7 separate regions of the Mus musculus genome follow, and all the other regions are linked to region 1. Evidence: chromatin contacts called from public promoter capture Hi-C data. All regions are on one chromosome and are shown on one strand. Each heading gives the region's core, a stretch centred on a gene start, on an enhancer-like site or on the middle of the called end of the contact. The rest is flanking DNA. Distances are from core to core; before and after follow the strand shown.

The links. Promoter capture Hi-C pulls out the DNA fragments that hold promoters and counts their contacts.
Region 2: a promoter capture Hi-C map of liver shows a contact between it and region 1, with 2.5 times the contacts expected there. The contact joins the promoter of Slc10a3 here to the promoter of Slc6a8 in region 1. A contact is called at or near these places in 6 of 39 promoter capture datasets (the 3T3-L1 cell line, the C10 cell line, cranial neural crest and 3 more) and 1 of 115 datasets of contacts at active chromatin or transcription factors (large pre-B cells).
Region 3: a contact with region 1 is called in a promoter capture Hi-C map of pre-B cells, with 6 times the contacts expected there. The contact joins the promoter of Lage3 here to the promoter of Slc6a8 in region 1. A contact is called at or near these places in 4 of 39 promoter capture datasets (cranial neural crest, hippocampal neurons, liver and 1 more), 1 of 115 datasets of contacts at active chromatin or transcription factors (large pre-B cells) and 1 of 9 other capture datasets (pancreatic islet).
Region 4: a promoter capture Hi-C map of pre-B cells shows a contact between it and region 1. The contact joins the promoter of Zfp185 here to the promoter of Slc6a8 in region 1. A contact is called at or near these places in 10 of 39 promoter capture datasets (3T3-L1-derived adipocytes, the HPC-7 cell line, HPC-7-derived erythroid cells and 7 more), 1 of 115 datasets of contacts at active chromatin or transcription factors (extraembryonic endoderm stem cells) and 4 of 9 other capture datasets (adipose tissue, embryonic stem cells, liver and 1 more).
Region 5: a promoter capture Hi-C map of hippocampal neurons shows a contact between it and region 1, with 4 times the contacts expected there. The contact joins the promoter of Plxna3 here to the promoter of Slc6a8 in region 1. A contact is called at or near these places in 4 of 39 promoter capture datasets (cranial neural crest, hippocampal neurons, liver and 1 more).
Region 6: a contact with region 1 is called in a promoter capture Hi-C map of embryonic stem cells. The contact joins the promoter of Gdi1 here to the promoter of Slc6a8 in region 1. A contact is called at or near these places in 6 of 39 promoter capture datasets (cranial neural crest, embryonic stem cells, hippocampal neurons and 3 more) and 1 of 115 datasets of contacts at active chromatin or transcription factors (craniofacial prominence).
Region 7: a contact with region 1 is called in a promoter capture Hi-C map of second pharyngeal arch cranial neural crest. The contact joins the promoter of Emd here to the promoter of Slc6a8 in region 1. A contact is called at or near these places in 7 of 39 promoter capture datasets (cranial neural crest, frontonasal cranial neural crest, hippocampal neurons and 4 more) and 4 of 115 datasets of contacts at active chromatin or transcription factors (embryonic hindbrain, large pre-B cells, memory CD8 T cells and 1 more).

The regions. Positions count from the first base shown.
Region 1 is chrX:73,671,254-73,675,533 of GRCm38.p6, forward strand. Slc6a8 (solute carrier family 6 (neurotransmitter transporter, creatine), member 8) reads left to right here and starts at 1,880. Exons shown (of 13, transcript NM_001142809.1): 1 at 1,880-2,797. The coding sequence starts at 2,536. It overlaps Gm32261 (predicted gene, 32261), which reads right to left and starts at 3,049. Exons shown (of 3, transcript NR_166888.1): 1 at 2,776-3,049; 2 at 1,426-1,561; 3 at 1-555.
Region 2 is chrX:74,370,973-74,375,252 of GRCm38.p6, forward strand. Slc10a3 (solute carrier family 10 (sodium/bile acid cotransporter family), member 3) reads right to left here and starts at 2,377. Exons shown (of 3, transcript NM_145406.2): 1 at 2,219-2,377; 2 at 1,642-1,710; 3 at 1-39. It overlaps Gm44504 (predicted readthrough transcript (NMD candidate), 44504), which reads right to left and starts at 2,377. Exons shown (of 6, transcript NR_103489.1): 1 at 2,219-2,377; 2 at 1,642-1,710; 3 at 1-39.
Region 3 is chrX:74,351,821-74,356,100 of GRCm38.p6, forward strand. It overlaps Lage3 (L antigen family, member 3), which reads right to left and starts at 1,798. Exons shown (of 3, transcript NM_025410.2): 1 at 1,505-1,798; 2 at 1,054-1,182; 3 at 342-678. The coding sequence starts at 1,707. The coding sequence ends at 564.
Region 4 is chrX:72,985,240-72,989,519 of GRCm38.p6, forward strand. It overlaps Zfp185 (zinc finger protein 185), which reads left to right and starts at 2,100. Exons shown (of 19, transcript NM_009549.3): 1 at 2,100-2,280.
Region 5 is chrX:74,326,626-74,330,905 of GRCm38.p6, forward strand. It overlaps Plxna3 (plexin A3), which reads left to right and starts at 2,441. Exons shown (of 33, transcript NM_008883.2): 1 at 2,441-2,590. Gm39520 (a long non-coding RNA gene) reads right to left here and starts at 1,665. Exons shown (of 4, transcript XR_878127.3): 1 at 1,545-1,665; 2 at 1,105-1,170.
Region 6 is chrX:74,302,933-74,307,212 of GRCm38.p6, forward strand. It overlaps Gdi1 (guanosine diphosphate (GDP) dissociation inhibitor 1), which reads left to right and starts at 2,080. Exons shown (of 11, transcript NM_010273.4): 1 at 2,080-2,509; 2 at 3,647-3,754; 3 at 3,913-4,012; 4 at 4,171-4,280. The coding sequence starts at 2,465. It overlaps Atp6ap1 (ATPase, H+ transporting, lysosomal accessory protein 1), which reads left to right. Exons shown (of 10, transcript NM_018794.4): 8 at 290-337; 9 at 426-654; 10 at 865-1,789. The coding sequence ends at 1,074.
Region 7 is chrX:74,252,534-74,256,813 of GRCm38.p6, forward strand. It overlaps Emd (emerin), which reads left to right and starts at 2,154. Exons shown (of 6, transcript NM_007927.3): 1 at 2,154-2,500; 2 at 2,675-2,782; 3 at 2,920-2,997; 4 at 3,210-3,343. The coding sequence starts at 2,419.

The sequences.
Region 1 (4,280 bases), core at 630-3,129:
TCACCCACATGTTTCTCAGCCTACTACGTCCTTTGTTTCCCAGTCCAGCTCCCTGGACAAGCAGGATCTTTTTTTTTTTTTTTTTTTGCTTTTTTGCTTTTTCAAGACAGGGTTTCTCTGTGTAGCCTTGGCTGTCCTGGAACTCACTCTGTAGACCAGGCTGGCCTCAAACTCAGAAATCTGCCTGCCTCTGCCTCCCGAGTGCTGGGCTTAAATGCGTGCGCCACCACTCCTGGCACTGACAAGCAGGATCTTAAATTCCCAATAGAACCCATATCCAGTTCCCACTTCTACAGCCTGATTTTCCTGCTATTGACTGGACTCTGCCCAACCTCATCCAGATAACTGTTGTAGCAGCTCCTTTTCCTTTGCAGATCTTTATACTGCAATGGAGTCCTTTGTGCTCATTCCTTGGGATCCTCTTTTTTCTTCTCTTAAATGACCCCTCTCCTTGTTCCTTGGATGGCTCCAGATCTTCCAGGATATATGTGCTATGAGTAACTATGAGTAACTCTTCTATGGCCTTTGTTTCTCCAGGAGGACTTTGGTTCCATGCTGGAACAAACATGGCTCAAGTTAGGGTTTTGTGATGAGCAAGCAAATACACACACACACACACACACACACATACACACACACACACACACACACGAGAGAGAGAGAGAGAGAGAGAGAGAGAGAGAGAGAGAGAGAGAGAGATCTTCCTGATAGCCTGGGTGGAGATGCTGCCCCTCCTTCCCTCACCTATCAGGCTCAATCTGGCTCTGGCTGGAACTGCTTTTCTTTCTAAAGCTGCCGGATGGCTGCGGGCTTAGCTTGATGGGATGAGCCATCTGGGGACTTTGGTGTCTGATCAGATCAAGGAATTTGGGATTGAAATGGGCACGCCTCACCTTTCTAGTCCACCCCAGGCTAGTGTTGGCCTTGGAAAATTCCCAAGAAGCTGCTCTGCTGATGAAGAGGCCTAGAAGTCCCTGAGCAGGCAGGTTACTGAGCTTAGAGGGAGGGTCTGTACATCTACCAGGCACCAGGGGGCAGCCTCACCCTATTCTTACCCCAGTATCTATAGATCACAAGCCCTACCCACCCCCACATCAGGCAAAAGGTGGACAAAAGGTGAGTTATCATGGAGTCCCCTTCTGTACCTTGGTGACAAATTGTAACTCTGATCTTCGACCAAGCAAGCTACCCTTTGCCCACTCTGGAGACAAACAGAAATTGATCACACACAAAGCTGATACCATGATCCTCAGCCTCCAGGCTGTATCTTTGAGGAGGCCTAAATGTCTTGAGACAGCTCAGTACTTCTGGCAAAGTTCCACAGAACTCTTGGAGGACGATTCCCCCCCCCCCCCCACACACACACACACACTCCAGGCCAGCGCAGGGACAGTCCTTCAGAAGGCAATCGCACAGGGCACTTACTTTGGTGCAGGGACCAAGAAACTTTGCACCTGGATATCCAACTCTCCCTAGGTCCTAATTGGGAAGTGAAGAGGAAACATTAGGCAGGCAGGACAACCTTGGTGAAGGATGGTCCACCGGGAAACGAGATTCCAGGCTAGAAAGAGTGGAGAGAAGGGAGAAGGACTAAGGATGTCTGGAGGTCAACTAGAGACTCCGTTTTCCTGGTGGTTCAGAAAAACCTGAGGGGACTTTGACCCGACCTGAGCCAGGTGATCCTGGAACGAATGGAGGTTCGGCCCACGAAAAGAAAGTGCTGGCCAGCGCCCCAGGTAGCAGCCATCCTGCTCCCAACTGGAGCAGCGTCTCCTCTAGAGGAGGAGGTAGGCGGAGTGACAGGGAGGGCGGGATGGAGGGGGAGGGGGGGAGCGGTCGGGTCGTGGGGGTGGGGCGACAGTGACATCACCGGGAGTTGGTTCTTAAGCAGCAGCGGGTCGCGTCGGGAAAGAGAGGGACAGTTGGAGTGCCAAGGCGAGTCTTTGAGTCCGCCGCGGCCCGGAGAGCGGCTGTAGCCGCCGCCGCCGGGAAGGAGGGGGCTAGTCGTACCCGGGACCACCGGAGCCGCCAGCGCCAGGAGAGCCGCAAGCGAACAGGACAGCCACTTGGGGCTGGGCCGGGGCCGCGGGCCTCAGGCCCCTTGCTCCGGCCGCCGCTTGCAGACAGTGGGCTTCCGATGCCACCCGCGACGCGCTAGGGTGAGCCTCCGGCAGGGCGAGCAGTCCTCGCTGCAGCCGCCACCGCCGCCCGAGCCGCGGGCAGGAGTCTCGGGAGCCGCCGCCGCCCGGCCAGGCTCCACCGCCGCCCGCGCGCTCCCGGGCCCCCGACACACATGAGATTCTTCAGGCTCACTTTCAAGTGCTTCGTGGACTGCTTCTGACTGCGCCGCCCCCGCCGTCCCGCACCCCTCCCGCCCACCCGTCGCCCCGTCCCCCGGCCCGGCCGCCCCCGAGGCCCCCGGGCGGGCCCGCGCTTTCGGGGCCCTCTCTCCAGGTGCCACCGGAGCCCCCTCGCCCGCCCGCCACCCTCGAGGCGCCGCGACCCCCGGCCCGGCCTCACGGCCCCGCTGGGGCCATGGCGAAAAAGAGCGCTGAAAACGGTATCTATAGCGTGTCTGGTGACGAGAAGAAGGGTCCTCTCATCGTGTCCGGGCCCGACGGTGCCCCAGCCAAGGGCGATGGCCCTGCGGGCCTGGGGGCGCCTGGCGGCCGCCTTGCAGTGCCACCGCGAGAGACTTGGACACGCCAGATGGACTTCATCATGTCGTGCGTGGGCTTCGCCGTGGGCCTCGGTAACGTGTGGCGCTTCCCCTACCTGTGCTACAAGAACGGCGGAGGTGAGTGCCTTGCCCCTGAGCATCCTGGCTTTTCATCAGGGACCAATTCCAACCCCAGCCTGCCACAGGCCCACCAGAGCAGTGGGGCAAAGTCCAGAGGGTAGGGAGGCCCGCCCAAAGCGGGTGGAGGCCATGGTGCCCCCTCACCAACCAAGCGTTCTGTGACCCAGCACAGCGGCCTCCACCCCCCTCACCGGTCATGTGCCTGGCAGTGTGGAAGAGAGGCAATCAAGGGTAGCTTCCAGATGAACTGAGGGGCTGCCTCTCAGACTTCCAGTCCAAACTGGGAGTGATTGGCCACTGAGGTGGGAAGGGAAGCCCTGCCCCCCAATGGAGGGGGCTCTAGGAGGTGAGGAGCCCTAGTTGCCCTCATGGGTCAGGCACACAAGTGACACATTGTGTGGACCCCCCCACGTGTACACATAGGAATACGTACACACACACAATGGGCCACTCTGTCCCTCCCCCACACTCTCCTCTACCCTCCCTCTTCTCCCTTTTCTCCTCTCCCCTCCCCTCTGGCCCAGGCTTGGAACACTGGGTGCTTGAGCCAGGCTTGGGATGTCTGCGGCCTGGCCCGCCTGGCGCCGCCACTAGACAGGCTTCATGCACATCCCATGCTCAGTTGCCTAAGCCCAGCTTAGCAACAGTAGTGGGTGCTTGTCTGTCCTGGGACTACAAAGCAGCACTGGATTTCTGGAGAACTGAAGCAGCTGGGTGATGGGTGAGAAACTGAGTCCCAGAGTGGAGGCCTCTGTCCAAGGTCACACACAGAAGGATGCTGGGAGCAGGAGCCCAGTAAACTGCAATTAACTCTGTCACTGAGTAGCAGAGAAAGCTGATCCTGTGCAGATAGGGTCCTAGAGAGCAGTAAAGAGGAATAGGTCAGAGCTGCAGCTGCTCAGCTCTCCCCTCTTCCTACCACTCCACATAATTGCTGGAATACTGCCTCAGCCCCTTTCCTTGATTTGTCTCTCTTTGTCCTACACCAATACCCCCATAAGCAGAGAATTGCCACCTACCCAGCTTCCTCCTGGGACTCTCATGATTACAAAGTACAGGGTAGTTGGGCTCACTGCCGTTTGACAAGCCCCCAAGCCTGAGCACCCAGCCTGGCACATATGAACAAACCTTGGCCATTCTTTCCTGTTCTGCTGCCTGCCAAAAAGAAGTGTGGCACAAGAGATGGCCTGTATGCATAAGTCTGTGTGTTTTCAATACCTGCTATGTCACCCTAGGTGTCTATAGGCTCAGAACTCAGTGAGCCAAGGGCTCCCCATGGTATAGGGAACACTGGCTAGACACTGCTGCTGTGCCTCCTCTCAACAGACCTAGAGCTCATCTGCTGGGATTGTTCACGTTGAGCCTCTGAGTCAGTGGCCACCCTTGTGCTGATTCACTCAGTGGGAAGTCACGGGACTGGGGTGCAAGCTGAAGCTGGGGCTCTGTCTGGGCCTTCTAGGACTTCTGGAGTCTGGGCTGG
Region 2 (4,280 bases), core at 1,127-3,626, 700 kb after region 1:
CTGGTCCTATATTTTCTTCCTTGATAGCAGGATTTTTTCCTGAAAAGAAAAGGGGTAAAGAAAGTGGTTAATGAAGAGGAGAAATTGCAAGCTTAGGAGCATGGGGCTCTCAGACCTTTACCTCTAGTTTTGAAATAATGCTGGCCCTTGAATGTCATTCAGCCATCTCCTCTTTCAGCACAGCTGCCTCAAGCTTCTCAGCCCTCAAGAGGGGAATCCCCACTCAGGCTGCCAAATTACATGGACTTTCTTACTATGGTAACCTCATAGAGAAGTTCTAATACTGAGGGTTTTAGGAGAGTGATCTCTAATCCTGTCACCACTAGGCCATCCCACTCTCATTTCAAGATGCAAAGATACCACCATGGGAATGAACTAAATTGCTACCTGGAGGGGGTAAATATGGTGGCTCACTCCTGTCATCCCAGTATTTGGGAGGTGGAGCCAAGAGAATCAGGTGACTAAGATTATCCTTCAGTTATATAGCCAGTTCCAGGGCAGCCTGGGAGACTTGATAGTTCATTTCCAAACAAAGCAAATCAAATAAATGGCTTCCTGGGGGGGGGGGGGGAGAGACAAAAAGACTGGCCAGATGAGAACAAAGGGTGCTGATTGGGCCAGATCCAGGTCTTTAAAGAATAGAATAAGGGTGTCTAAGTGCCATTTGCCAGCTACAAAGTTTTAACAAAGTGATATGTGCAGTAAGTGAGTTCCAGAACCAAAGGCTGCTACTGACAAGCTGTGGCTACATGTCTTGTTTCATTTGCCCTATAGTTATGAGATGGAAGTCCTGTGAGACACACACCCCTGCTTCTCAGGGAAGCTATAGTGGGACTTCAGTAGGAATACAGTGAGGATACAATAGGTATCCACTGAGCAACCTTGTCTTTTTGTTTTTGTTTTGAGACAGGGTTTCTCTGTATAGCCCTGGCTGTCCTGGAACTCACTTTGTAGACCAGGCTGGCCTCGAACTCAGAAATCCGCCTGCCTCTGCCTCCTGAGTGCTGGGATTAAAGGCGTGCGCCACCACGCCTGGCCATGAGCAAGCAAACTTCTCTTGTCAGAGCTCCCTGGTCTCAGAATTTGAGCTCTTATATCTGTTGCTACATCTGAGAGTCTCTGCTTAGAGTCTTCTCAATGTATTACCCTATCAGAGTCTTTTTGTTTGAGACAGGGTCTTGTGTGTGTAGTCCTGTTGGCCTGCAATTCACATGTAAACTAGGCTGGCCTTAAATTCTCAGAGATCTTCCTGCCTCTATGTCTTATGTGCTGTAATTAAAGGTGTAGGCTACCACATTCAGTCCTGTTGTTGTTGCTGCTGCTGCTGGTGAGACAGGTCTTCACTGTGTAGTCTTAGCTAACCTGGAATTCACCATGAAGACCAGGCTGGAACTCAGATCCACCTGCCCCCCAAGTGCTGGGATAAAGGTGTGCACGACCTACCAGAGTTTTAAACTTACAGTGAACCTCAGTATTTCTAAGGGTAGAGTAACATGGGGCGAAAGGAGAGGTCTGCCTCCTTCCCTTTCTCAACTGGATAGTCAACACCTTTGTATTATCATCTGCTAGAACTGGGGCAACTTGATGGCAGTGGATATAGCAGGTTTTACATTATGCTGATTTTGAGTATGGGTCACTTACCCTGGGGGCCCTGGTCCAGCCTTGAATCTCGCTGATGAAGAGGGAGGCAGGAAAACCAGAGTAAGGTAACTAGTCAAGTAGAGAGAAAAGATGTAGGCATCAGAGTAGTGTGAGCCAGTTAAGGGAAAGACTAAGGACCATCCACCCATAACCCCATCCTACCAGCAGGACTAGTGGACCATAGTAGATCACTGCAAGAGGGATTTGGTCCCTATCCTACACTTCTGCTGATAGTGGAGCTGAAAGAGTTAGAGTAAACACACTCCAAGGCTGAGTGAGGAAGCAATACCATCCGGAAGTTTTTTTTTGTTTTTTGTTTTTGTTTTTTCACAGCAGCAAAGTATAGGGGCTGAAGAATAACTGGCAATGATGACCAGGTCTCCTCCGCACCTGACAGTTCAGGGTCTGTCAGGTGGCTAGAGAAGTTAGGAAGGGCTTACAACCCCCACGGGCAGTCTTGGGTTCTGAAGAGCCTCCACGTCACAACCGCACCCGCAAGACCTTTCGCTGGGTCTGGCCAGAGCTGGTGACCACGGACTGCGGACGGAGCCACAAGTCACCTCCCATCCTCACCTACCTGGTCGAAATCTCTCACTTGCTTCCGCGGCCACAGAGCTCCTCACAAGTAGTGGCCCGGGCCGGCAAACGCCGGCAAGTGAGGCCCGTCCTGCCCGGGCCTCGTCCCGCCCCCACAGGCTCCGCCCCACCAAGGTTCCATCCGCGTGCTAGGACTCCGCCCTCTCACAAAAGCACTCGCCCCTGGCGGGCTTGTGTCAGGTTCCCAACGGATGTGACGTTTCTGGAAGCGACGAGCTGGCCCTACCACGTGAGACCTGACTGCCTAAGTCACTGGTATTGGCATGTGGGGCAATAAGTACATTCTTGTGTGGTTACCTCCTCAGATAAAAGTGGGTGATGGGAAGATGATGTCAGAGGACATTAAACTGATACTAAATTAAAGGTCATGTGGTGATTGAAGTGATGGCTCAGTGAGTGTTTACTACCTTTTCAGGACTCTGGTTCAACTTCACATTATCTACTTAGCAGCTTGCAGCCGCCTGTAACTACAGTTCAGGAGCTTTGATACCCTCTTCTTGCCTCTGCCCATACTGGATGCATATGGTGCACATACAAACATACAGCCAAACATATGCATGTCATTTTTTAAAAGGTGACTTGTATCCAGGTAGTTCTGTTATTGCCGTATCTGCTTCTCTCTCCCCCCCCCCCTTTCTTTTTCTTTTTCCTTTTTTTCCGAGACAGTTTTTCTCTGAATATCCCTGGCTGTCCTGGAACTCACTCAGTAGACCAGGGTGGCCTCGAATTCAGAAATCCACCTGCCTCTGCCTCTCAAGTGCTGGGATTAAAGGCATGGACCACCACTGGCCAGCTTGCTTCTCTTTTTTGAGGTGTACAAAATAAACTTGTTTATCTTATTGTTTTGATCTCTTTCTTTCTTCCTTTTCCTTTTTTTTTTTTTCGAGACAGGGTTTCTCTGTGTAGCCCTGGCTGTCCTGGAACTCACTTTGTAGACCAGGCTGGCCTCGAACTCAGAAATCTGCCTGCCTCTGCCTCCTGAGTGCTGGGATTAAAGGCGTGTGCCACCACGCCGGGCTCTTTCTTTCTTTTTAATGAGCCTTGGAGACAGAAGCAGGCAAATTGCTGAGGTCAAGACTAGGTAGGTCTACTGAGAGAGTTCCAGGCCAGCTGTCCAGGGCCACACAGAGAAATTCTGTCTTTAAAAATCTATAATGAGGCTTCTGCGATGGCTCAGTTGATAAAAGCACTTGAGGCCTCTCAACACTACATGTTCAATGGAGGGAAAGAACTGACTCCTAGAAGTTGTCCTCTGACCTACATGAGTACTCATACACAAACTATAAATACACATTTTTTTTTGGTTTGGTTTTTTTGAGACAGGGTTTCTCTGTGTAGTCCTGGCTGTCGCAGAACTCACTCTGTAGACCAGGCTCGAACTCAGAAATCCACCTGCCTCTGCCTCCCAAGTGCTAGGATTAAAGGTGCGTGCCACCACTGCCAGGCTCATACACAATTTTTAAAAAAGGGTCGTTGTTCCCAAAGTTACTGGGGAAACTAGAATAAATGAGTATTGCTTTAAAATGAACCTTTTCTCAGCTATGCTAGCACTTCAAAGGCTGAGACAGGAGAATTGGATTTTTTTTTTCTCCCTGAGACAGGGTTTCTCTAAGTAGCCCTGGTTGTCCTGGAACTCACTCTGCTGACTAGGCTGGCCTCGAACTCAGAGATCTGCCTGATTTGCTTCTGAGTGCTGAGATTAACATGGTGCACCATCACCTGGCAGGAGGATTGGCTATTTAAGGCCAGTTTAGCTGGGCGTGGTGGTGCACGCCTTTAATCCCAGCACTTGGGAGGCAGAGGCAGGCGGATTTCTGAGTTTGAGGCCAGCCTGGTCTACAGAGTGAGTTCCAGGACAGCCAGGGTTACACAGAGAAACCCTGTCTCGAAAAACCAAAGAGAGAGAGAGAGAGAGAGAGAGAGAGAGAGAGAGAGAAGAGAGAAGAGAGAAGAGAGAAGAGAGAGAGAGAAGAGAGAAGAGAGAAGAGAGAAGAGAGAAGAGAGAGAGAGAGAAGAGAGAAGAGAGAGAGAGAGAGAGAGAA
Region 3 (4,280 bases), core at 548-3,047, 680 kb after region 1:
GTGTGTCTAAAGACAGCTAAAGTGCACTTATGTATAATAATAAATAAATCTTCGGGCTGGAGTGAGCAGGGACTGAGCAAACGGAGTTGACTGGAGCAAGCTGGCTGACCGTAGCGAATGGGGTTGACCGGAGCGAGCAGCGGTCCTAAATACAATTCCCAACAACCACATGAAGACGCAAAACCATCTGTACAGCTATAGTGTACTCATATGCATAAAAATGAATAAATAAATCTTTTTAAAACAAAGAAAAGAAAAAACAAACAAAAGAAACCACCTGAATTCCAGAGCCCCTCCTCCAACACAAAATAAAAACCAAAGAAAATTTAGAGGCTGAAAATAAGCTCAAATGCAGATTAGCAACATAGCTTTATTTTCTTCAGCAACAAACATTGAAGCACCAGACCAAATGGCTCCTAAGTGCCTGAGGACCAAATCAGGAAAAAAATATTAGGCCCCCACATTTATGTAGTAGTTACTATTTCTAGAATCTTTTCCCTAGGGAAAATTGTATTGCTTAGGAGGAGACGGAGATAAGGTCAGACATGGGTCCCCAGCCAGGCTTAACAGGAAACTGGGGGCCCAAAGAGCTGTATGGTGTTCACCACTAGGGAAAGCTGGTCAAGAAAGTTGATGATGGAAAGTCGGAGGAGGCGAGAATCTTCCGCGATCCAGCGTCTAAGAGTGAGGAAAAGAACATCAAATTCAAACTGGTAGTTTCTACCCTTATTTCTTTCCTTTTATTTATTTTTTTTTTTTTGGAAATAGATAGAAAATCTCTCACTATGTAGCCATGGTTGGCTTAGGGATTGCTATGTGGATCTGGCTGGCCTGGAACTCACAGTAATCAGACCATCTGCCTTTCTCTTGGCTCCTACCCTTTCTTCATCTGTCAGGCATCCACTGTACTGCAGGTAGAGACTAGACTGGTCCAGTGCATCATGCCTTTCCTTAAAAATCACTCTAGTGTGATGATGTCTCTGAGGAAGTGCAGCCTAGGGTGGAGGATGGCCCAGACACCTACCCAGCATCCTAGACTCTTTCAACACTTACACCTCCAGCATGCAGCCGCTCACTTTAAGCTCCTTCCCTACCAGTCCTCGATGTGGTTCGACATCTGGAACTAGGGACCCACAGGCGATTTCTGCCTCCAAAGAGGTCGGGAAAGGCACGAAGAGGGAGCTGGTAGAGACTCAGGAAAGGCACCATCTTGAATCAACTTTGCCTCCTTACCCCTCTAAAATCATCGCATCTGGTCTAAGCTCCCCAGGCTATATCTTCCACATTGCTTGGGCCATTCCTGCTCATTTCCCTCCACCCTGCTGCCCCTCCTCTGTTGTCAAGGAACTTTTCATGCCCAGGCCATACCCCAATCAGCGGGTCCCTCTGCTTCCCTCCTCCCTGCTTTTTTTTCTTTTCTTTTCTTTCTTTTTTTACCCTCCTCCAGACTACCCGCTTCCCTGTTTCAAGCATCCCGCAGATATGTCCATGTCCGGTAGGATACAATCTGTGATGTCGGGTTCCAGGCCTTTGGGTTAAAGGCACCATGCTTTTGCTGGAATTTCGGGAGGCTTCCAGTGCTCTTGCAACAGGGTGAGCTCCACTGGGAATAACTGCCTTTGTGCCTGCATTACCAGGACAACAGCGGCTAGTCTGACCATCGGCGCCATCTGCAGTGTGGCTTAAACCTGTGTGTGCTGTCTGCATGTCTGCTGCTGTTCCTCCTTTCAACCCACCTTCGCGTTACCAGCCCGCCGCCTCTGCCATTGCTGCGGCCCAGAACCCGCCTTATCCTCCGGAAGCTCCGCCCCTCGCACAGGCTGCCATTCCACACGCGCCTGCGCGAACGGGGAAGGTGGTGGGGCCGGGGAGGGGCGAGGGGCGGGGGGGGGGGAGGGAGGCGGGGCGGGGAGGAGCGGTGGGGGGGGGGGGTGGGGGTGGGCAGGAGGACTCTCCAGGGATTTATAGGTTGATCTGGTCAGCTTCTGCCTCCAAAGTGCATCACCATGCCAAGTTGTCCCTACAGTTTCCTAAAAGGGACCTAAGGTGATATTTTCTAAAAAACAAAACCACAACAAAAACCAAAACACTATCAAACCAAAAAACTGTCAAGTGGCCTGGTGTGGTGATGCCTGAAGAAATCTTAGCATTTAGGACCATGGTTCTCAATCTGTGGGTTGACCCAAGTTGGGGTCACATATCAGATATCCTGCATATCAGATATTTACATTACAACTCATAACAGTAACAAAATTACAGTTATGAGGTAGCAATGAAAATAATTTTATGGTTGGGGTCACCATAACATGAGGAACATATTAAAGGGTTGCAGCATTAGGAAGGTTGAGAACCACTGATTTAGGAGGTGGGAATAGTTCTTTGCTTAAGTTGGAGGTCAGCCTGATCTACATAACCACTTCTAGGCTATCCAGACTTACATATTTATATCATCTCAAAAGCAGTCACAAAACAGAAAACCCCATCAACAAACAAATGAAGTGAAATGAGATTTTGAGTATCAGCAAGCAAGAGGTTTCTTTATTTTTCCAGATAAGTTCTCTTAGCCAGGGTTACATGCCTTTAATCCCGACACTTTGGAGGCAGAGCAGGTGGCTGTGAAGTTGAAGTCAACCTGGTCTTCATAGTGAGTTCTAGGACAGCTATATAGTGAGGCCCTGTTGAGGGTGGTGGTAGAGGGATCGGGAAAGGAAGGAGAGAGGGGGGACAGAGAGGACAGAGAGGAGAAAGAGGAGAGAGAGACTCTATGTAGGTCTGGCTGTCCTGGAAGTTGTTCTGTAGACCAGGCTGGCCTCAAACTCAGAGATCTTCCTGCCTTTGTCTTCTGAGTGCCAGGATTAAAACACAACCCTCACCCCAGCTAAATGTATTTATTTTTATTGTATGTGTTTGAGTGTTTTCCCTGTTTGTATATAAGTGCACCTACTGTGTGCAGGTCCTGGTATCTATGTGAATCCTGTAACTGGAGTTGTGGGTGGTTATAAACTGTCATGTGGGTGCTGGGAACTGAATCCAGGTCCTTTGCAAGAGCAGCAAGTTTTAATTACTGAAGCAGCTCCAGCTCCTCTCCTTGAACACCTTCAAAAGCCCTGAGATTTTCTTTTACAACTGTCTACAGCTTATCCTCCACAAAATCATTCCTAATTTCATTTTTAAAAATATGTCTTACTTATTCCTTGACAATTTCATACATGTATACTATGTATTTTGATCCTACCTATCCTCCAACTCACCTTTTTCACTTTGTCAGATTTGTTTGTTTGTTTGAGACAGGGTTTCTCACTCTGTAGACCAGGCTGGTCTTGAACTCAGGAATCCACCTGCCTCTGCCTCCCAAGTGCTGAGATTAAAGGTGTGGGCCACCACTGCCCAGCTTCAAAATTCTTATATAGATCATATGCATGCTTAAAATTCTGTAAATTGGAGCTGGAGAGATGGCTCAGCTTTTAAGAGTGCTGGCTGTTCTTGCAGAGGACCTGGGTTCCATTCTCACTACCCACCTAGCAGCTCACAAGAAATGGTTCAAGGGGGACCTGATGTCCTCTTCTGGCTTCCATGGGCACCAGTAACATGTCTGATGCACAGAGACACATAAAGGACAAACACCTATGCATATAAAAATAGAATAATTACATTTTTATTTTTAAAACTCTAAAAATAAGAATGGTGGCTGTGGGTTCGACAGCACTCATTAGGTATAGCACTTATATGACATTTCAAGGTCCTGGTTTCATTCCCAAAGTCTCTGCAGTAGTTTATAAGATCGTTGTATAATGTGGCTCAATGACTTCTTGGTCAGGGAAGAAATAAAAACAGAAATTAAAGACTGTCTAGAATTCAATGAAAATGAAGGCACAACATACACAAACTTATTGGTCACTATGAAAACAGTGCTAAGAAGAAATTTCACAGCACTAAATGCCTTCATAAAGAAATTAGAGAGTTCTCATACTAGCAAATTAATAGTATACCTGAAATCTCTAGAACAAAAAGAAGCAAGCACACTCAAAAGGAGTGGGTGGCAAGAAATAATAAAATTGAGGGGTGAAGAAGAAAAGAAACAAAGAGAACAGTACAAAGAATCAATGAAATAAGCTGGGTGTGGTGGCGCACGCCTTTAATCCCAGCACTTGGGAGGCAGAGGCAGGCAGATTTCTGAGTTCAAGGCCAGCCTGGTCTACAGAGTGAGTTCCAGGACAGCCAGGGCTACACAGAGAGACCCTGTCTCAAAAAACAAAAAACAAAAACAAACAAACAAAAGA
Region 4 (4,280 bases), core at 850-3,349, 690 kb before region 1:
CCCATCTGTCTTGGGCAGAGCCTGAGTCACTTTGGACAAGAAAAGAGCTTGAGGTCTGGTGTAGCTCTTAATGGCCAGCTACATTATTGGATACCACTCTTGCTCATGCTGTACAGCTGGCCCACCTGATTCAAGGCTCTGCAACAGAGCTTTCTCTTTTCTGGAGGGCCTTGGGAGACAACTGCTACCACCTACTCCCTCCCACCCATGGTGTATCACTTTGTGTTTTACATTCTGCCTCTTTTGGGGCTAGGTCCAAAAGAGTCTTATGATCCATCCAGTTAGTATGTTTGGGAGCTAGGATGTCAAGCCAAATGGAAGGCCATCAGTAGCTTTTGTCGGGGAAGAAGAAGCATTAGATGCTGGCCACTGGTCTGGGGCTAACAGAATTGGAAGGAGAAAAACACCTGTTGGCAGGAGACAAAGATTAACCACTCCCCCAGAACACACAAGGCACTTCCTTTCTGTCTGATAAACCCACAGAGAAAAGAACCCTCCTTTCAGAGTTGTTCTATCTCTTCCTTCTGCAAATGTCCCAGATCCTCTGGGCTGGTCTCTGTGATCCAGAGATAATCAGACAGGGCGCCAACATCCCAGAGCTCACCACTGAGAATAAAGGGTTATACACTGTCATCCGAGGGAATGGGAGAGTGAGTGCACAGAAGGAAGTGGTCAACTTGACTAGGTGGCAGGCAGGAGAGGATGACATCTAAAGATTGGGTGAGTTCAGTGGCAAGGGATATAGGAAGGGTACTGCAGAGAGTATGAGTGCAGGAACAAAGGTCTGAGGTATGAGGGCACAGAAGTAGTCAGAAGACATGGGGAAGCCGGGGAGATTACAGTGGAGTGCTGGGGTGGCTGGTCTTACAGACAGAGGTTGAACACAGTCAAACATTAGGCCTTCTAAAAGCATCTGCTTTCATTCCAACAACAACCAGAAGCTGTAGGAAAGCGCTCTAAGCAGCTAGCATCTGGTCATATACCCAGTGAAGCTGCATGCATACTGTGTGATGGCTGAAATGGGAAGGGCGATAAGTCACAGGAAAACACGACAGTGAGTAGATTTGAGGGCCACTGCTGTAAAATTGGCAACAGGACTTTAATCTTTCTTTTTTCCTTTTTTTTCTTTTCTTTCCTTTCCTTTCTTCTTCCTTCCTTCCTTCCTTCCTTTTTTTCTTTCTTTCTTTCCTTCTTTCTTTCTTTCTTTCTTCCTTCCTTCCTTCCTTTTATCTTTTCTTTTTCTTTCTTTTGTAGTCTATCATTTTGATCATTTTTTGTGCACACTGGCTTAACTCTCTCCTCTATTGAAAGGACTTCTCTGACCTCACAGTGAGGGTTAGGAGCCTTTGTTGGATGTTCGACACCCCTACTACATTCTCACACTTCGTGCCTTTCACACATTACATATCCAAAAACTGTGAATGAATGTCATTTATTAAACCGAATGTGTGTGTCTTCCGACATGCCCTGAGAGGTAGTCCTGTTTTGCCTACCTGCCGGCTCCAAAAATGACCTTCCAGGGTACAAGTTTTCCCAGGCGCCAGACAGAAGTTTCTTGCTCACTTTTTTCTCCTATGCCTGACTTCCTGCATGATCTCAGCCATCAGTCCGCACCCCCCTGCCCCCAAGCCTGGTCCTTTCCCCGCCCCTGTCTGGGATCTCCATCTGTAAAATGGATCTAGGCACAGTAGTTCTCGACAGAACTGACCCGCCAGCATCTGTGGAAGTCGTTGGCCCAGAGCCTGGCCAGATCTCGCCGGGCGCAGGCAGGGACGCCACTAGTCAGCGAGGGCCCTTCATGTGGTGGAGTCCTCCTGGCCCCAGGGCTGGGAGCCCAGAGGAATTAGCCTGGAAGTTTTCCATAGCGGCAAAACTTTTTGGAGCTCGCTCTGAGCTGGGTGAGGGGAGCCCCAGCCTTGATTTCTCCAGCAGCTCCATTGGGCGGAGCAGGGAAGGGGTGGGAGGACCGAGGACACCGGCTGGAGAATGTGCGGAATGTGCCAGGCGCATCTACCTACCCCAGGAGAGGGCAGAGGAAGGGGGCCGGCCGAGGGGAGGGGCGAGGGGCGAGGCTCCCAGCAGCCGGAGAAAACCTGTTTGTTCTCGGGCGGGCGGAGCCCAGTCCGTGCCTCTTCGTTGCCCCGCGCGCTTCCCACTGCGTACCGCTTCCCGCGCCCGCTGACGCGGCCCGGCTGGGTTCAGTGCTGCCCACCCGAGGGAGCCCGCGCACCACGCCTGTCCGACCCTCTGCCCGTCACACAAGCCGGGCACCTGTACCAGGTAGGGTTGTTGAGTCGCCGTCCTAAAGAAGTGGCTCGACCACCGGGAGGCTACAAGGAGCACCCAGTTCGTGTCCTCCTGGACACAAGCCAGGGCCTCAGTTTCCCTACCAATAATTCATACTCGCTCCAAGCATCCCTCTTCGGAATCCCGTCAGGGAGGCAGTGCCCTCGGTTTCTGCTTTTCACCGCGAGTGAAGAGACAGGCAACGTTCCTCAGAGTGTCCAACAAAAGCAGGTGGCTCTCTGGCTGGTCTAGTCCCTCTGACCTACTCATTTGTGGATGAGACCGATTGTTAGTAGACTGCCAGCGGGGATGGGGCAGGGTGAGCCTAGAATTGGTGTGTTGCAAGCATCACAGAATTCCACATCCTTAGTAAAATGTGCCCATTTTATAGATGAGGAAACTGAGGTACAGAGGCAAGCTTACTCAATAATCCCCTCACTGGCCTGGAGCCCAGAGCAAAGGGACTTAATGGTGGTTTGTGATAGACATGTACTGGTCACTGGGCGACCTCAGGGCTGGGAAGGGAGCTGCTCATACTCAGACAGAAGGCGCCGAATCAAGTGTCACTGTGGTGTTATCAGCGGGATCTGCTGTGCACAGTCTCTGTAACTGGATTGTTTGTGTGGGAGCAGGGGAGAGCCAATAGCCTCATCCTCTTTGCAACTGCTTAGTGATAGCTTGGCCTCTGAGAAAGGTTGGAAACGCAGATCCTCCTGTCGGCCATGCCACTTCCTTCTGTACTGTGGCACCTGGCAGCTCCACTGAGTAAAAGGAGAAGCCTATCAGGCCCACCTTCCCCTCCAAGGCTGTGGAGTCTATAAAGTATGTTGGGAGTTGTGTTCTCCACAAGCCATTGGTACTGACTCTTGACATTAAGGTAGGTGGTGACACCTGCTCTTGGTCTTGTCTTGCTCTCATGGTTCTTTGGATTTCTAGTCATGGGCAGGAAGCAGGTTTCCACAGGCTGATAAACCTGAATAATGGTGAGGGGCTCTGAACTGGAGAGCTGCAGTAGGAAGCTTATGAAGTTCTTATTTTCCCATGGCCTCAACTGGCTCTTCTGCACAAACAGTGCCAGTTTGGGTGGGTGCCAACAGATCTCCAGGGTACAGGTACAACTTACTGGAGGCCTTTCGAGAATGTGCTGTCCATCGCCTTCAGCCCACTCACTACAAGATTGGAAGGAACAGAACCATCCCATCAATTATCAGTGCTGACCGAGGCTGTGCACTCAGTGGAGCAGAACTGATAGAAGGTGCCTAGGTCAAAGCTAAGTACACAGCAGATGCTCAAAATCTGTTCCTTTTCCTCCTCTGGGCACTCATGAGTCAGTGACAAACATGGCTCATGACCACAGAGGGTGCTGCAGCTTTGAAGGTGAAAAGTGTTAGCCTGGATCATGGATGCAACCCAAGATGGAAAGATTAGGAAGGCTCCCTGGAGGAGGGAACCTTTGAAAGTTGAGCAGGTCAAGAGGGATAGGAGAGAAATCAGCCCTTCATTTTACCAAGAAGTCTCTAGAGATAGGTTACTCCAGAAAGAGCTGCCATCTGGATGGTAATAGGACAAAACCCTCCCAACTTAGTGGTGAGAGTAGTGGTCCCAGGAACAACTAGAATGTAGCAACGTCCTTCCTCAAAGTGCTTTAGGCCTTCTAAGACCTGGTAGGGCAGGAACTCTGGTTTCCTAGCGCTCGGGACCTGGTTGAGGTGGGCACTGGTACCTGTTCCCTGAACTGTGTTCAGTTGTGTGCCAAGAAAACACCCCCAATTTTGGCTTTGATGCAGAATCCTGTTTGATGAAAGCCAGAAGCCTGCTCTTCTCCTTTCTCATTGAAGCCTCCATATGTGATTTATCCCTTTAGTTTAGATGTTGCCTCAAGCCATACCCTATATTGTGCTGGGTCACACATAACACACATTTTCTTTCTGCTTGCTAAACACTGAGGCCCCCTTCATTGCCAGCCCTATAGTGACATGGAACAGGATCATTGA
Region 5 (4,280 bases), core at 1,191-3,690, 660 kb after region 1:
TTTAGCCTTCCATCTTAAAAAAAAAAATCCAGAATCTAGGTACCTTCCATATATGGGGAAGAATAGTCTTTATACCATCTAATATAAGCATATAAACACTTATATACCATCTAATATAAGCACTTATATACCGTCTAATATAAGCATATAAACATTTTCCTGGTCTTTCATGTATTTTAGGATGCTGTTCTTCACCTTATTCATTGAAAACAGTGTCAGCAATTGAACTCAATACTCTAGCCAATCCCAGAACTTGGAAGGCAGGGGCAGGGAGATTACTGCGAGTTTAAAGACAACCTAGAAGAATATTGGTCTACATTTCAGTGAGTTACAGAGCTACACAGAAAGTGTCTCAAAAATCCTAAAAGAGGGTTTGGGGAGATGGTTTAGCAGGTAAGAACCTTTGCTCTGTAAGCATGTGAAAATGAGTTTGAATTCTCAGCACACATGTAGAAAGTCAAGCATAGGTATACATGCATCCACAAACACAACTTTGGGGGAGCAGCAACAAGTGACAATAAGTCACAGAGGGAAAGAAGAAGACAACAAATGTTCTGCTCTGGCCTCCATACATGTGCAAAGTACAGATGCTTTCCACACTCATGTACTGACACATATGAATACAAAAGAAGTGCAATCCCAATTTTTGGAATGGTGGTAAAGGTAGAAAAAGTTATATGATCATTTCTAAACAAACAATACATAGAAGTGTTTCTAGTAATGTCTTAGGGTTTTACTGCTATGAACAGACACCATGATCAAGGCTACTCTTATAAGGACAACATTTAATTGGGGTTGGCTCACAGGTTCAGAGGTTTAGTCTATTGTCATCCAGACAGGAAGCACAGCAGCATTCAGGCAGGCATGGGGCTGAAGGAGCTGAGAGTTCCACATCTGGTTCCAAAGGCAGCTAGCAGAAACTGACTTCCAGGCAGCTAGGTATTAAAGCCCACACCCACAGTGACACACCTATTCCAACCAGGCTACACCTCCTAATAGTGCCACTCCCTGGCCCAAGCACATACAAAGAAGTAAGCAAACAGCCCAAAGAGGAAAACAAAAAAATGTGTCAGTTGATGAAAGAATAAATAAAATGTGGCTTACCCATGCAACAGGATATTATTTGGCCCCAAAAGGAAGTCTTGATCCATGGTACAACTCTGACAAAACCTGAAAATATTAAAAGAATGAGTCGACATAAAAATATATTTATATTGTATAGTTCCATTTATTTGAGATATCCTTAAGAGGCAACCCCACAGTCAGTAAGGACAGAGCGTTTCCCAGAGCTTGGGTATATATATATATGAGGGGAATTGAGACTGATAGCTAACTCCTACAGAGTTTCTTTTAGAAGTGATGAAAATGTTCAAGAATTAGATGGCAGAAATGGTTGCACATCTTTAGGATTATATTAAAACGCCACTGAATTGTCTGTATACATTAAATACAGGACTTATATGAAAACTGAATTATATCTCAATAAAGCGGTTTACAACGGAAAAAAAAAGAGGCTAGAAAGATGGCTCAATGGTTAAGAGCACCTGCTACTGTACTGCAGCTCTATGGTGTCTAATGCTCTCAGATGGTCTTCTTGGGTGCGTGCGCATGCACACACAAAGAATAACTGTAGCAGTGGAAAATACTTGTATTCCAGAACATGGGAAGGTGAAGCTGGAGGATCACTGTAAGTTCAAGGCCAGCCTGGGGTACAGTAGGAGGCACTATCTCAACACAACATGGAAAAAATGCAGCTGTGATGGCATAGACCCATAATGATCCCAGTATTGGGAGGATGAAGCAGAAGGGTAGTCAGTTCGAGACCACTCTGTACTAAAGGGAAAATAAATTCAAGAAAAAAAAGAGAAAGCAATGGAATTAAATCCCAGATTCAGCAGATTCAGAGTCATGGTGACTTGCTGAGGAAAGAACTAGGTGAAAATGGCTATAAGTTGCAGTACTCCAAGCTTCGTGGCGGGTATTAGCCCACCAGTTTATGGATCATTGGAGAAAGAGCCCTGAGTTAGGGGGCAATCTTTGTTTGTGCGGTTTTGTTGGACCGGCCAAAGCAATATCTTGCAACAGTAGCAGGTGGCCACGGGCTCCTGGAGGCGCGCACTCCAGGCCCAAGGGGGTGTGGCGCGGCCGCGCACAGATTCCAGGGTTGCTGAAGGCAGCAGGCGGGGAGCTGGGGGTGTGGAGAGGCCCGCGCCTAGGACTCAGCCATTGAGCAAAGGGGGCTGTTCTCAGGAAGGGATCCCCAGAGACCCATGAGAGGCTTGCTTCTTGCACTAGAGTCCTGGGCCCCAGGGCCTAGCGGCCTCCCCCAACCGCCATGCGCTCTGCTTCTTAGGGCCCCGGCCCGCCCTCTCTGGGAGCCCCCTCCCGGTGTGGTGGTACGGTCCGGGTTTAAAAGGCCCAGGCGGCCGCAGGCCAGCCCAGTGTGTGGGCGGCGGCGGTTGCAGATTTTGCAGCGTGCGAGGCGAGGCTGCGGGGCCAAGCGAGGGGGGCGGCTGTTGGGCACGGGGCGGGGGGGCACGTCCACGTGGCCACGGGTGGCCACCCCGAGTCAGTCGCGGTGGAGGGACAGGTAGGTGGTCGCCATCCTTAAAGCCTGTGCGCCAATAGTCTGCTGGATGGCAGAGGTTTCAGACAGCCTGGGGGTCCAGATGGTTTCTGGGGTCAGGCCCTGTCCCTCCCTACCTCTCCAGACCAGGCTTGCCAAGCACTCCGTACCCTGAGCGGGAAGAGACAGCCAACTCGATCATAGTCCTATTGGTTGATAGAACCCTTTTGTAGAGGAGGAGCAGCATCTCTGAGCATTGCTGTAGCCTCTGTATTGACTAAGGTATCTGCGGGTCTGCTCAGGGTGCCCCCATTGGGGGCAGGACTGGTTGGGTTCATGGCATAGAGGGGAGCATTGTGGAAGAGCGGGCTGTGGACCTGCATATTTATATGGAGCTTTCCTCATCATCGCGCTCTTTGCTGGCAGGACTGTAGCAGAGGGGCTGGGTGCGACTGTGATGCTTGAGGTTGCCACTTAGAGGTGGGGGCTGGGGTGGGGTCTTGGGCTGCCAATTACCACTTTCCAGGTCTCCTTTCCAACCTGTCCCGGCCAGTTCCTAAAATTTGGCTTTTCTGTAGAGTGTAGAAGAGGTGAAGGTAGGGTGCAGTCGCTTTTCTCTTTTGCTTTCCTTTCTTCTCTGGTTGTTGCATGAGGGGTCTGGGATGCAGACCCGACAAAAGAGCCCCAGAGCGCTGATCACTCTGAGCTGAAACTTGGCACTTTCAAGCTGGAATTGCTCCATGTTCTAGCAAATGCTGGCTTTTCTTTCTCTTTGCTGTGGCCCCCACCCCCCACCCCATTCTGAGTCCCTCCTGTGTCTCTTGGGAATTGGGCACTGAGAGGGTAGCACTGAGCTCTGCCCCATTAGTTACAGAGACACTGCTCTGCTGTCTTTGCAGCCTGGGGCTGGCTGGGTGTGGCCCGGGGGGTGAATGCCAGCATTGGCCCTATTTGTTTAGGGGAAGGGGTAGTACTCCATAGCCTTAAGGCTTCAACTGTATTTGAGGATGCTGGTTTCTACATATAATACTTCTGGGACTCTCAAAAGTGGGTTATACCCTTCTGCCAATATCCCTCTCTGACTAACCTTTGGCTCTTCAGGGAGAGCCACACAGGCCTGGCAGAGCATTTGTCTGCCTGTGTCTGAGCAAAGCTTGACTGATGTCTGTCTCAGCGAGAGTCTTGGCTTTGTGTTGCAGTGGAAAGGCCAGACAGCAGACTCCTGGATAAGCAGCCAAGGCCCTCAAAGGGAGAAAGCACCTGAGGCCATGAGTTGGAGATGTAGTGGCACTGAAACCAGTCTCAGGCCTTAATTCTCCAGAGCTTTGCTCTAGGACTCCTGCTAGCAGTGCCACTAACAGAGAAGCACCCCTGACCCCAACTTGTGTTTGTTCTCTCCCTGCATTTCCTAGTGTGTAATGTTAGGGTCCCAGTTCTGGGAGAACCTTCCATTCCATCTTTTCTAGCAGCTGACTCTGATGCCCCCTTGGGTGTGGCCCAGTTGAGACAAGGCCTCTTGGCTTCTTTCCAGTACAGGAGTGGGAGATGATTGATGGCCTGCAAGCTTGCCTGTGCTTGTCACTCATTCATTTGCCCTATTAGAGGCCCCTCCCCTCTTTCAGCCTCAGTCACCATCTGGGGCTTTATCATGTTGGATGAGTTGCCTGCCCCTCGATAGCACTGAACCTGGCCTGCCAGGTTCACTGGGTCAGAC
Region 6 (4,280 bases), core at 830-3,329, 630 kb after region 1:
AGGTTTCCTACCCTTGAAACCTCAGCAGGCAGCTGAATAACCCCAAGAAGGAGGCCTAGGAACCAGAGGAAGGAATCCTAAGTTGGAGATGTGAAACCTAATTGTTTCACAACTGCTCCTGATTTGCTTATGACTGGAACTTTACTTTTCCCATATGGTAAATGGGGACACTGTATTGGCAGGTGACTATAAGGATGGATCTAGGGCAGCTTAGGTTGGAGCCAACCTGATGAGGACCTTCTTAAGATCCTTCTAGAGCCTGACAGTACTCCTCTGCCTTGTTCCATAGGCTTTCACTGACCTATGAGCCACTCTTTGGTGCAACAGTGACATTCAAGTAAGTTCTGTTGGCTGAAGTTTGTCAGGGCTGGCGTGTCTTCACTCTGTTCTGTTCATCTGACATCTCTGCATCCCCTGCCTCCCAGGTTCATTCTGGCTAGTCGCTTCTATCCAGTGTCTGCCCGATATTGGTTTGCCATGGAACGACTTGAAATCCACAGCAATGGCTCTGTTGCCCATTTCAATGTTTCCCAAGTCACAGGACCTAGCATCTATTCTTTCCACTGTGAGTACGTCAGCAGTGTGAGCAAGAAAGGCAATCTCCTTGTGACCAACGTGCCCTCAGTCTGGCAGATGACTCTTCATAACTTCCAGGTATTGAAAGGGTGATGGGCCCCAAGCTGGTGGCAGTAAGGGGAGGGAAGAAGGGCCCAGAGAATCTCAGTATGGTTTGAGCATGTAGCTGAGAGTTCCAGCCTTGTGCAGTCTCTGAAGGTATAGATTATTCATTGATTCCAGAATCCCAGCTCTTACTGTGTGTGGAACCTTGTGGAACCATCTGATCCATGTCAATGTGTCTCCTAGATCCAGGCCTTCAATGTGACTGGTGAACAGTTCTCCTATGCTAGCGACTGTGCTGGTTTCTTCTCTCCGGGCATCTGGATGGGTCTGCTCACCACCCTCTTCATGCTTTTCATATTCACCTATGGTCTGCACATGATACTCAGCCTAAAGACCATGGATCGCTTTGATGACCACAAGGGCCCCACCATCACTTTGACCCAGATTGTGTGACATACACCTGAGAGGAATTGAGGGAGTATTGGTGTCTAGGTTGTCATGTTTCTGTTTTGTGACACAGTGGATGGAAAGGTTTGTCCTCTTCCTACTATAGCATGAACCCTACATACGCCACCCTCAGTCTCTCTTGCTTCCTCTTTAACCCGGAGAGGGACTCCCCTGTGGCTATCCCCCATCTCTACCAACAAAGTGTATTCTTCATAGATATTAGATAAATCTTCCAGGCTTCATCATCAAGAGGGGAAGGGACCTTAATTCTAGGGTCTCCCCTTTACCCTCTCTCCTTATTTATTCTTGCCCCTCTGCTATTATTCCTTGCTGTTTATAGTGCTTTTGTGTAGTAAATGCTCACTCCCCAAGCTTTATGGAGCTTCCAGCAACAGCCATGAACTTGAGGTTCCTTGAATTTGCGAGGTGTGGAAAGACTACTTGACTGTCTGTCCAGCTTAGCTGTTATGTTTTTTGGGGGGGAGGGGTGATGTGTTAAGAGTGAGTGGTACACTGGGGTTTATTTCTGTGGCCTGGGAAGGAAGAAACCATCACGAGGATTGGTGAACAAAGTGTGCTCACTGGGTTTCTGGATTATTCCCATAAAGACTGCCTGTCAAGAGGCCGGAGGTGTGTGTGGGGGGTTGCTCTGTTGTTTCCTTCCTAATAAAATAAAGACGTGTTGCCTTGTGTTGGGCTTCGTGTCACTCATTTCTGCACTGAACAGTAGATTTTTTTTTCTTGACTGAAGGGAAGAAGTGCTCAGATGTAGTCCAGTCATGCAAGAGGTGAGAGAGGAAGGGTGGGAGGGTCTTCAGTAAGCTGATACTCTTAACAAACCTACTTAGAGTAGAGGCTTGTTACTTTTCCTGGCCTTGGGAGGAATCCTGACAATGGTAGCTCCGCTACTGTGCAACAACACACAGCAGGGCTTCCATACCTTGTGTTTCTCCCAGGGGGCGGTACGGGAGCGCGCGGGGCGGGGCGGGGCGCGCGCGGCTCCCGCGCAAGGATCTTTCGGAGGACTCAGCACCTGCTGCCGGCCTGCCCCGCCCCGTATTTTTCTGGGCTCACGAAGAGCCCCGATAACCCCTGCAGTCATTCTGGTGCTGGGACCCAGGTGACAGAAGCCCTCCCAGAAAACAAGCAAGGAAATGATGACTGGTTGGGCGGGGCGGGGCCAGCGGAGAGAGAGAGGGACTCATTAACGCTGCGTAGGGATCAGGAGACAACCGACAGACGCCATCTTTGGTTCAGTGCGGCGGCAGTGACAGAAGCAGCGGCAGGGGCAGCAGCAGCAGCGGCAGTAGCAGCAGTAGCAATAGTAGAGGTAGTGGTAGCGGCTGCTGTGGTGAAGGAGGAGGAGCAGAGCGGACGCTGGTACCAAGGCCTGATCATGGATGAGGAATACGATGTGATTGTGCTGGGGACAGGTCTTACCGTAAGTGCCACTTCAGGCTCTCATAGCCCTGCATCATGCCATCCCTCCCCACCCCACGCCATCCCTCCCCACCCCACTCCATCCCGCATTGATGCAGAGTCCGGTATCCGATCCATCCTCCCATCATCCTAGCTCCAGCCCTGGGAAAACCAACCCCATGCCCAACCCACTACCTCACCCTAGGATGTCGATTCCAGTTCCCAATTCTCTGTAGAGGGCCCCACTTTGTCCTGTGTTCCTGCACTCTAGTACTTAACCTCAGACCCCTATTCTTCCCTATCTCTATCACCGAGGTGGAAAACTCACCCCCCCACACACACAGTGGAACCATTGCACCCAGCCCCCACCCTTTGCCTGAACTCATCACCTGCTCCAAGGCCTTGATTAGCATCCCTTACCATCTTGTGATCAAACTAGGGGATGGAATATGAAGATGGGTATGGGGACATTACAAGGGTGGGCCCTCATCATGCTTTTCTGCTTTTTGGGATGGGATAGGAAACCCATGGAATGTTCCAGAGACAGCAGGAGTGTGTGTGTGGGGGGTGTGGGGGGGGGGTAGTGACCACTTTACCTCTGCCCCAACTTGGTTTCCCATGGAGATCTCAGACTGAATATATATCCTCAGCCTTTGTCCTTGGGTTAGTGACTGACTGGTGAGGGTGTTTGTCTCTTCCCTGCCCCCGCCCCCCCCAACCCCCACCCCCGGCCTAAATCTTTTTAGTTTGAACCCTGAGTCTAGACCAGTGGATAGGGCCAGAAGAGAGTCAGGGGCTCCTGCCCTTTGAAGGAGGAGCAGGGTGGGGCCTGGGATTTCAAGGACTTGGCCTTCTCTTTCAAAGGTCCTTTGAATTGGTTCTTCTTGTAGACTCATTGTCTTTTTGTGGGCTCAGAGAAGTAGATACTTCTCTTGGCTTGTTGATGCTGGAAGACTTGGAAGCTGAAAGCTCTGCCCCCCAAACCTCCTTTAATGCTCCAGTAGTTTACTCAGCAGGGTTGTAAAGGAAACATCATATGAAGCCATCTTCTCCTCCCCAGTTTTAGGCACTGAAAAGAGCTGCATTATAAAATTGGTGGTGGGCATGAAGCAAGTTGGAGGGTTATGGGGTATAGCTGCAAATGTCACTCCTTCCCCAGGAATGCATCCTGTCTGGCATCATGTCTGTGAATGGAAAGAAGGTGCTGCACATGGACCGAAACCCCTACTATGGGGGTGAGAGCTCTTCCATCACACCCCTGGAGGAGGTAAGATTTCTTATTCTTAGACCTGGGCTTAGACCCAGATCCTTGTTAGTCTTCCACATAGGTATAAGGGGGCGAAGTAATTCTCAGGTACTGGGCAGGAGAGTGGGAAAGGGCGACAGGTCCTTGACATTTTTCTTTCTTTCCTGTCCTGCTTACAGCTATATAAGCGCTTTCAGATACTGGAAGGGCCCCCTGAATCAATGGGCCGGGGCCGAGACTGGAATGTTGACTTGATCCCCAAATTCCTCATGGCCAATGGTGAGAGAGATTAAAAAGATGCTGTATATGGTTTTGGGGGTGGTGAGTGGGAAGACGGAGTGGGGAGAGATTGGTCAATCTCAAGAATATGGTCAGTCAGACTACTGAGAGTTTTTGAAGGAAAACACAACAATGTCCCTTATTTCCTCTGGACACAGGTCAGCTGGTAAAGATGCTACTATATACAGAAGTGACTCGATATCTGGACTTCAAGGTGGTAGAGGGCAGCTTTGTATATAAGGGGGGCAAGATCTACAAAGTGCCATCC
Region 7 (4,280 bases), core at 904-3,403, 580 kb after region 1:
TCTCTCTGTCTCTCTGTCTCTGTTTCTGTCTCTGTCTCTCTCTCTCTCACACTGCCCAAGAACGTTCTCCTGTCTTTCTTTAATACTGTATCTTTTTCAAAGATTCACGAAGCTCCATTTCCAGAGACAGAGAGGGCACTGACTCTTAAACCCATCCAACAGCAACTCTTCTTTTTTAAAATTTTTTTTATTACATATTTTCCTCAATTACATTTCCAATGCTATCCCAAAAGTACCCCATACCCTCCCCCCACTCCCCTAACCACCCATTCCCACCTTTTGGCCCTGGCGTTCCCCTGTACTGGGGCATATAAAGTTTGCGTGTCCAATGGGCCTCTCTTTGCAGTGATGGCCGACTAGGCCATCTTTTGATACATATGCAGCTAGAGTCAAGAGCTCCGGGGTACTGGTTAGTTCATAATGTTGTTCCACCTATAGGGTTGCAGATCCCTTTAGCTCCTTGGATACTTTCTCTAGCTCCTCCATTGGGAGCCCTGTGATCCATCCAATAGCTGACTGTGAGCATCCACTTATGTGTTTGTTAGGCCCCGGCCTAGTCTCACAAGAGACAGCTATATCAGGTTACTTTCAGCAAATGCTTGCTAGTGTATGCAATGGCAACTCTTCTTCATTAAGCACTTTGTATGTGGTCAAAACTGGGGTCCACCTCCTCACCATTGCCTACTTTAAACTTCCATAGAGAAGTGGCCTGTGAACTTCACTAAAGTGTCATCAGGTCAACCTAGAACTGAGCAAAGTACTCACTATCACTATCACTTAAGACAACCTGTGGGTTACAACCCCTCTGGCAAACCTTGTCTCCAAAAATATTTACATTATGACTCATAAAGTAGCAAAAATTACCATTATAAAGTAGCAACAAAAATATTTTGTGATTGGGAATCACCACAACAGCATTAGGAAGGTTGAGAAGCACTGATTTAAGAGATCAGGCATCCTACACACTTTTTCTACGCGTACCCCTTCTTCTAGATCTCTCCAATAAAGGGCAGCCTACCTAGATCCACATGACTTTGTGTAGAATATAATGGTCATGGTCACTCTTCAAGGCAACCTTTCTCTGATCCAGATCCTTAGTAAGCCTCCATCAATTCCCATGGTTTGCCTCTAGGCCAGCAGTTCAGAACCTCTGGGGTCGCTATCCCTTTGGATCTCACATATCAGATATCCTGCATAACAAATATTTATATTTTAATTTATAGCAATATTGAAATTACATTTATGAAGTACAACACAATAATTTTATGGGTGGGGAGTCACCACAACATGAGGAACTGTATTAAAGGATTGCAGCATTAAGGAGGTTGAGAAATAGTGCTCTAGGCTTTGTACACTTGTCTAGGTCTCTAAGGTCACACCAAGCTTAGAGACTATTCTACTCAGCCAGAGAAGACCTCTCCCCCCAGAATTCCTCAGGGCCCAAGGTAGAACAGTGAGTATGGCAGGTACAAGGTGTACAGATCTACATGCATCACAGGGCAGGCAGGCAGGCAGGCAGGCAGGCGCCCTCTGATTGTGTGCATTGGCATACCCTGGACCTTTGGAAAGCTGCTTGATCCTGTAGTGCTGGTGGCCACTTGGCCCAGTGCTGGCCCCATTTCCTCGCGAATGGAACTAGGCATTAGAGAAGACGACGGTGGGAATGGGCCTGTGCAGGTGTGCAGGCCAGGGTCATGGAGACTGGGAAGACCAAAGGAGATGGGTAGGGAGTGCCAGGGCTCTGTGGGTGTCTATGTTAGGTGATGAGAGCCCTGTCTGACAGCATACAAAGAGCTCTCAGCAGCGTTAGGCGCTCTGGAAGGGTTCGCTCTCAGGATTGCTTTACACTGCTGTGGATCACACTGTGGCTGAGAATCCTAGGCACTGGAACACCGGGGGAATAAAATCAGGAATGAAGCCAGTAACAAAAGTATGTGAGATCTCACAGGTTGGGAAATCTCACAAGCCGGTTTTGGTCAAATCACTTGCCTCATCCCTAGTAAGTTGCGCTCTAAAGCATCCTCTAGTGAGGTCAGCCAGCTCCGCCCCTCGGCGGCCTAGCTCTCAAAGGAAGTCTCAACCGCTGCCGCACGAGTTCTGAAAGCTCCGCCTTCTCCCTGTTCGAGCCAATCTCTCACAAGCGTTACGTTTCTGTTTGCCAGCCCAGCCTGTTCCCTCAGCTAGACCGGTCTGCACCGGCCGTTCTGGCTAGTTTGGGCCTGCCCTGAGGAGCGCGCGCAACCTGCGTAGCCGCGGCTGTGACGCAAATGTGACGGCGGCGTGACGCGCCCACAGCCGCTCTTGAGGCTCTGGCGCTTCTTCTTCTAGGCTCCGAGCGGTTGGTTTCTTGGGCCCTGTCTGTAGGCCCCGGCCGCCCCTGGCGTTCAACACCGCTTCCAGGTGCCGGCCTTGTCTGCCATGGACGACTATGCGGTTTTGTCCGATACTGAGCTGGCCGCAGTGCTACGCCAGTACAACATCCCTCATGGGCCTATTGTGGGTATGCTGCACCCGGTGGCGCTCAGAACCTCTCTTGGTCCACTGCTTTCCCGCGCTCCTCCCTGAGCGTTCTCCCCACCTCTCCCTCCCCTCAAGTCCCCTCCCCGTGTTCCCTTGTGCTCTTGGGGTGCTCGGCTCACGCCCTCTGACCGCTTCGCACCCTGTGTCTGGGCAGGTTCCACTCGCAAGCTCTACGAAAAGAAAATCTTCGAGTACGAGACCCAGAGAAGGAGACTCTTACCCCCCAACTCGTCATCTTCTTCATTCTCCTATCAGTTCTCAGGTGAGCCCTTAACTGCAGAGCCCCAAAGAGCAGCTTGGGGCACACGTCTTAGGGAGGGAGGGTGTGGCCGAAGCTATTGAGGGAGTAGGGGGAAGGCTGGAGATCGAATGGTCCTGTCCCTCCTCCTTCACATGCAGACTTGGATTCAGCCGCCGTGGACTCAGACATGTATGATCTGCCCAAAAAAGAAGACGCCTTACTTTACCAGAGCAAGGGTAAGGCAGGTATAGGGTGGGCACTGATGTTTTTATCCCATGCTTCCGGGATTTGGGCACAGGGAAACCCCAGACCTCCCTCACCTCCTTGTACCAGTTCTCAGTGGCTTCAGAGGGGAGAAACTGACACAGCACACACAGGCTGGGGAGGGAGAAGAGGAGGCCAGTTAAGGGGCACCACTTTTTCCTCTACCACTGTTTTCCTCCCCAAGACTATAATGATGACTACTATGAGGAGAGTTATTTGACCACCAAGACATACGGGGAGCCTGAGTCTGTGGGCATGTCCAAGAGCTTCCGCCAGCCGGGGACCTCACTTGTAGATGCTGATACCTTCCATCACCAGGTGAGTTGGCTGGTAGGTATACCTGGGGTGCAGCCTTAGGGAATTCTAGGTTTGGATAGGTGCAGAGAGTGGATCTTAGGCTTTCAAATCTGGTTAGGGTCAGCATACAGCTGTCGGGTTAAAAATTCTATGTTGGAACCTTCAAAACTATTGGATTTGGGGATGCTCAGCAGAAGAGTATTTACCTATGGTTTCATCTCCAGCAGCACATAACAAATGTTTTGGGGTTTTGGCTTTTTTAAAAGATTTAATTACTTTAATTATACATATGTGTGGCCAATTTTTGTTAGTTTGTGGGTATTTCCCCCCCCCCACTTCACCCCCAGTAATGAAAAATTCCCAGAATTCCAAATATCACACAATTGTAGAAACTATCTGAAACTCACAGAAACACACCTTTGCTAAAAGCATGAGGCAACTCATAGTTAGCTGCTGTGAAGCAGCCCCATATTCCACACCTAAGATTAAAACAAAAACATATTCTTACAATATTTCTGTGTTTCTTAAAAAAGCCAAAATTCCAGAATTCTCACATACATGTCTGTGGGTAGTATGCATGAGTGCTGGCACCTACAGAGGTGAGAATTGTCATATTCCCACTAGAGCTAGAGCTACAGGTAGTTGTAAACTGCCTGATGTGTGTGCTGGAAATTGACCTCAGGTACCTAGGAAGAATAATATGTGCTCTTAACCAGTGAACCACCTCTTCAGCCCACAAACTTTTTTGATCAGAGAATATGTAACAGCTCCTGCACTCTAGTAATTAATCTACGATATAGATTTAAGCCTCCTGAGAATCCAGGGGAATAAAAGGATGCTGGAACAAAGTCAACAGGGTTAGTAACTGAGCAGCAAGGCCCCACAGATAAAGAGGCTCCACATACTCAGAATGGGGGAGGGGGGGGCAATTTTCTGGTCCCTATGATATGATTAGAGC